Linked DNA regions of Callithrix jacchus: region 1 is linked to region 2. A link is a contact called in public Hi-C data. All regions are on one chromosome and are shown on one strand. The core of a region is the stretch at or near the end of the contact, and the rest is flanking DNA. Distances in the headings are between cores, read along the strand shown.

Region 1 (2,700 bases), core at 132-2,631, 140 kb after region 2:
AGGGAGCGGCACTTCCGGCCCCGCCCGCTACGTAATCAGTCGGCGCCCTAGGCGCCTGAGTCCCCGCCCTGGCCACGTGGGCCTCTGAACCAGGAGTCACGCGGCAGGCCGCACCCAGACCCTCCCCTCCCACACGGGACGTTTCAATAATGAAAGCGCTAGGTGCTAGTGTCTCAAAAATCAGTAAAACTTTATTCGCTTCCATTCTTTCGCCATTAACAGAAAACTGGAGAAAGCAAAAATGTTTTGTGGTTACAAAGATAAACGGCCTTTTTACCCAGAGATCAAAACCTCAAACGACAAGGGGGAAGATAAAAGAGCCCTCCCCCACATCCCCTGAGCTGACCCTTGTCTTCAAGACAAAGCCTTCAGTCCACTGGCTAGGGACCCTGTATATGGCCAATTCAAGAAGAGGGCCAAGAAATCAGACCCATCTATTCCCGTGATATAAAGTTGAACAGAAGCTACACCAAGGGTCAAGTGTCTGTATTTCACAGGACACAGTAACCAGGCGGCTACTTATAAAAAAAACAAGATTCATTTCAGGCACAACTTTTTTATTTTTTTTTTTTCTGTTTTGTTTTTAAATCAGTAAAAGAAACTGGGTCCTAGAAGCTGCAGTGATCTAAGCAGCAGCAAGTTTGTGCATTTTTTTTGTTTTTTGTTTAAATATGTTTAAATTATCACACTGCTGGCACTCCTCATTTGCATGAAATTCTGCACCATACTTACTTATTGTAGTAAAGTTACCCCCCATCCCAGGAAAAAAAAAAACTACTCTGGAAGATAATTTTCACTGAAATATAACCAAACTTCTTTAAGTGGATTGTGACAAGATTATAAATGATATGAAAAATAACATTTCAAAATTTGGCCATTAACTTTAAGAAATGGTTTGCCTATACAAATTTTTGTAATTTTTAAAAGATAATATATTCTACCCTCATATGGTCCTCAGAATTAAAGCATAATGAACAGGAAGGAAAAGAATGCAACTGAGTGCTAAGGCAGAACATCTTGCCAGAAGTCATTAATGAAGGTAGAATATAAAATGAATTATCAAGTGCAGAATTTCATAGGGCCAACAAGATATAACAGTCTATATTTTTCACTTACACAGGCGAAGTGGATTTTGCAATTAACAGTTGCGTTAAATGCACCAAATAAAGCTCCTAAAATTGATACTATAAGGCGCCACCTTAAGTTTTCCAGGCTGCAACTGTGCATTATTTTAAAATGGTTTTCTTAAATTTATTTATTTATTTTTTAAACATAACACGAGAGGAAGGTGTTAAAACTGGTGTAATAGCTCAATAGAATAAGTATTCCAGATTTCGGGAGGGATGAAGAGGGAGATATTCAGAACCCTTCACCAGATTCCCCCCAACTTGATCATAGTGGATTAATGATGTGCTTTGTGGATGTGGTTAGTCAATGACACCAGCTTGACGGATCTTTCTTTCTGCACCAAACCCCTGTGGGGGGGAAAAAAAATCCTGCAGTTAATGATTTGAGTGCACAACAATCACGGTACATTCACTATTCCCAAATGAAACTACAAAAGCATTATTTTTAACCAATTTATGCACCACTAATTCCTTCCTTGAGAAAATCCATAGTAAGCCCTTCTGACCCATTACCTAAACTATCTTCAAAGTATCAAGAAAATAAAATGGGCTTCTTACTGTAAGCAACCATTAGATTAGGGGCTGAACCAATGTGTAGGAAGTCCTCAACTAGTTATAAGCAATATGGAAGTCTCCTTGCTTAAGTTTCCCGATCTATTATTTAAATAGAACCACATATTATATGTTGGTCTTTCATTTGGCCTCCCCCAAGCCTTGTATGGGCTCATACCATTGAATTATCTGGTCCCCTTGGCTGACGAAGAACCATTAGGCGAGGAGCACTGGCATCATCCAGGGTGATGTTCTTCAAGCGATTGACCAACCGATCAGGCCGAGGAGCTGCAACAGCCTTGGGGCCCTCGCTACAATGAAGTCAAAAGATGACAAGAAACCACACTTTGTGGGCAGATAGCAAGCACTTGCAAAGGAGTGTGTCTTCTATCTAACTGCCAAAATGACTCACTTTTAATGACAGGACTCTCACCTCATCTACCTAGCTGGAAAGACAAGACAGACAAGTTTGTTTATATATTATTTCCCCCAAATCAATGTTCCAACTTAATAGGAATGAAAGGAATCATTTGCAGACCCTAGACTTGAATGGAATCAGACTGACCAGTTCCACAGATGCATAAAAAAACAAGGTAGCAGATGTGGTAGCTAACACCTGCAATCCCAGCACTTTTGAGAGGGCAGGGCAGGAGGAACACCGGAGCCCAGAAGTTTGACACCAGCCTGGGCAAAATAGTGGGACCATGTCTCTACAAAAAATAAAATTGGCTGGGTGTGGTGGCGCATGCTTGTTAGTCCCAGCTACTCGGGAAGCTGACATGGGAGAATTGCTTAGGCCTAGGGGGTTGAGGTTGCAATGAGTTGTGATGGTGCCACTGCATTCCAGCCTGGTTAACAGAGTGAGACTGTCTCTGGAGGGGGCGGGGATAGGGGTGGGGGGGGGTGATGAAGCAAAGCAGCATTATGAGTCAGGATGGTTAAACTATTAGAATTTTAAGCACCATATAACCAGAAATGACTTAATGGAAGAAAAAGAATTTGGAAAAAAAATTTTAAAACG
Region 2 (2,700 bases), core at 146-2,645:
GCCTCCCGGGTTCAAGCGATTCTCCTGCCTCAGCCTCCCGAGTAGCTGGGATTACCGGAATGTGCCACTGCGCCGACTAATTTTTTGTATTTTTAGTAGAGATGTGGGTTTCTCCATGTTGGTCAGGCTGGTCTCAAAACTCCCCACCTCAGGTGATCGGCCTGCCTTGGCCTCCAGAAGTGCTGGGATTACAGGCATGAACCACTGTGCCCGGCCTGGCACTCCTTTCACTAATCCTCTTGGTCCTTATACATACATAACTCCACTACAGGTCCTTTACATATTATTACACATTTATACATACTACTGTAAACTTTTTGTTTTATATATCTAGCTTCTCATTGTATTGTATTTTTCTGTATTCAGAAGCCCTATCTTTTGTGGAGAGAACTTTTGTCTTAAAACAAAATATATTTTTTAAAAAAGTATCTTTTATTCTATGATCTCAGAATCTAGAATGGCACCTACCACTTAAAAAGTATTCATGTCAGTGAAAATTTTTGCCTCCATTAATCAGAAATGTATTTAAAAAAACACTGGATAGATTATGGAACAAAGGAGAAGGCTGAGAAAAAAGTAGTATACACTTGAATATGGTTTGTCCTTTCAGTCACATCACATACATTTGGCAAATATCTAGACTTTAAGAGGCCAATCTCCAGTGGTTCCAAAGAGCTTAGTAATTGTAATTAGGCTTACACATATTAAAAAACTCTAGATCACTTGCTGTAGAGTGAACCTTGACAGGAGAGCGTCCCTTTGAGAATTTACGCATGGGCCCTATCTCAACTGTAGCCACAAATTTTTGCATTGAGTGAGTTCGTGGAGCCCCAGAAAGTCTTCCTATGGATCTTAAAATAAGAACCCTGGAGAAGACTTATCTATCTAGTTGTTTTTAAAAGACTGATACCTACATAATAAGTAAATAGTAGCTATGCAAGCAATAGTTAAAACTGGAATTTAAAAATCACTTTTATCTAGCTAAAGCTCTCAATCCAAAATAAAGGTTCACAGGAATCCTCGTTCATACTTGGGCTCAAGACATACTTACTTCAAAGGCAGAGTAATCCGGGGCTGTCAGGTAGCTCAGGTAGTTCTTAGTAGGTCGGTATCTGCGCGTTTCCTCCTCGACCAGTGCTGCAGCCTAAAAACGAGAATCGGGGCCAGGGTAGAAGCGGCAAATTCTAACTTGTTTCTTTCGGTACCCAGCCAGAGAGCAGTGAGTCGACTACACAGACATCCCGCACTCACCGCTTCCCGCACACCAGGAGCTTCATAACCTTGATCAAAATACGGCAGCGCATCCACCACAACTTCTCCAGCCACCAAACCCGTGCCCGCCATTCTGGAACCCTCAGATCTGGCTGCGTTTTCTTCGCCTGGCGTACTCAGTTCTATTTAATTACGCCGGCGCCTGTCGCTGATGTCATCACGTCTCCTGCGTATTGACGCGAGCGCATGCTCAGTTGCTAATTTTGAAGGCGCGTCCGCCGGGTATCTAGAAATTGCAGAACTGGTTTGTTTTGGGCGGACATGACATCACGTCTTGGCTTCTTGGCGTCAGCGGAAGGCCTCAATTTCCTGTCCTCTACTTGCCGCATCTTTTTGCCTGCGAGTGGCGGCCATCTGAAGTTGGGGCTTTTCGTTTCCTCCAAAACATTGATATCTGGAAGGGGAGCCCCTTAACATTTTGGAGGGAACTGGCTGCAGGATTTGGCGGAGAGATAAACTGGTTTCCACCTCTGCTTACTCCCACCTTCTCCCCTTAATTTTCTCTTCCTCTGTGCTGGACTTCTTTTTTTTTTTATTATTATTATATACACAGGGTGTATTTTTTATTTTATACACAGGGTATGGTTTTGCTGCCCAGGTTTGGAGTGCAGTGGTGCGATCACAACTCACTGCAGCCTCAAACCCCGCTCTCCGCCCCGCCCCTCCCCGACTTCAGCCTCAGGAGTAGCAGGGCATAGAGGCACAAACAACCACGCCTGGCTAATTTTTAAATTTTTTTGTAGAGATGAGTTTTCCTATGTTGCCAAGGCTGACCTCAAACTGTCCTCTCCCTTAGGCCTCCCAAAATGTGGGGAATACAGGTGTGAGCCAGTGCTCCCGGCGTTGATCCTCTTTTACTTCCTTGTTGTACCCCAACTATCCTTACCCCTTGTGCCCTGAAAACCTCTGCATTGGATAAGTACAGTTCCTAAAGAGACTCTAGAACTGGGCGCCAGTCTCCAATTAAAATTGTGAAGCTTTATGGTCTGTGTATCAAAAGGAACCTCAGTAGCTCCCAAGAGCGAAAGTGATAACTGGCCATAGCACCCAACTTAAAAATCCTGTAATTTTGCCTTTAGGACTTAACGGTAATAGAATGGCACTCCTCATTGCCTCCTAACCACTCAAGCTGCTGCCCATGCACCTTCTCTGCTGCATGGCTCCTGGACTAAGCAGCCTCCCTTTGATTAAGCAGGTAAAGACCAAATAAGGTTGTCAGACTATACCATGCCCATTGTGCAGTCTACACCCAGGCTTTGTCTGCCAAGAGCCTAGAAATGTTGACCACAGTTATTAAGCCTGGTCAGTGTAAGACTAATTCTGATTACGTAAGTACCATTAGGTAAATGTGCTAGCTATAGATTTAAGTGACATAAAAGATCTTTACATCTTAAGAATGCTCCAAGAGATCTGTGGGATTTTTATGTA

What was found. A called contact is a pair of places that touch in the nucleus more often than the background predicts.
Region 1: a contact with region 2 is called in a Hi-C map of skeletal muscle, with 4 times the contacts expected there. The contact joins the promoter of NRAS here to the promoter of LOC100414058 in region 2.

The regions. Positions count from the first base shown.
Region 1 is chr7:152,699,507-152,702,206 of calJac240_pri, forward strand. It overlaps NRAS (NRAS proto-oncogene, GTPase), which reads right to left and starts at 1,382. Exons shown (of 6, transcript XM_035252537.3): 1 at 1-1,382. The coding sequence starts at 205. It overlaps CSDE1 (cold shock domain containing E1), which reads right to left. Exons shown (of 17, transcript XM_078332836.1): 16 at 1,858-1,990; 17 at 541-1,475. The coding sequence ends at 1,428.
Region 2 is chr7:152,562,363-152,565,062 of calJac240_pri, forward strand. It overlaps LOC100414058 (pre-mRNA-splicing factor SPF27), which reads right to left and starts at 1,396. Exons shown (of 6, transcript XM_035252524.3): 1 at 1,252-1,396; 2 at 1,052-1,144. The coding sequence starts at 1,344.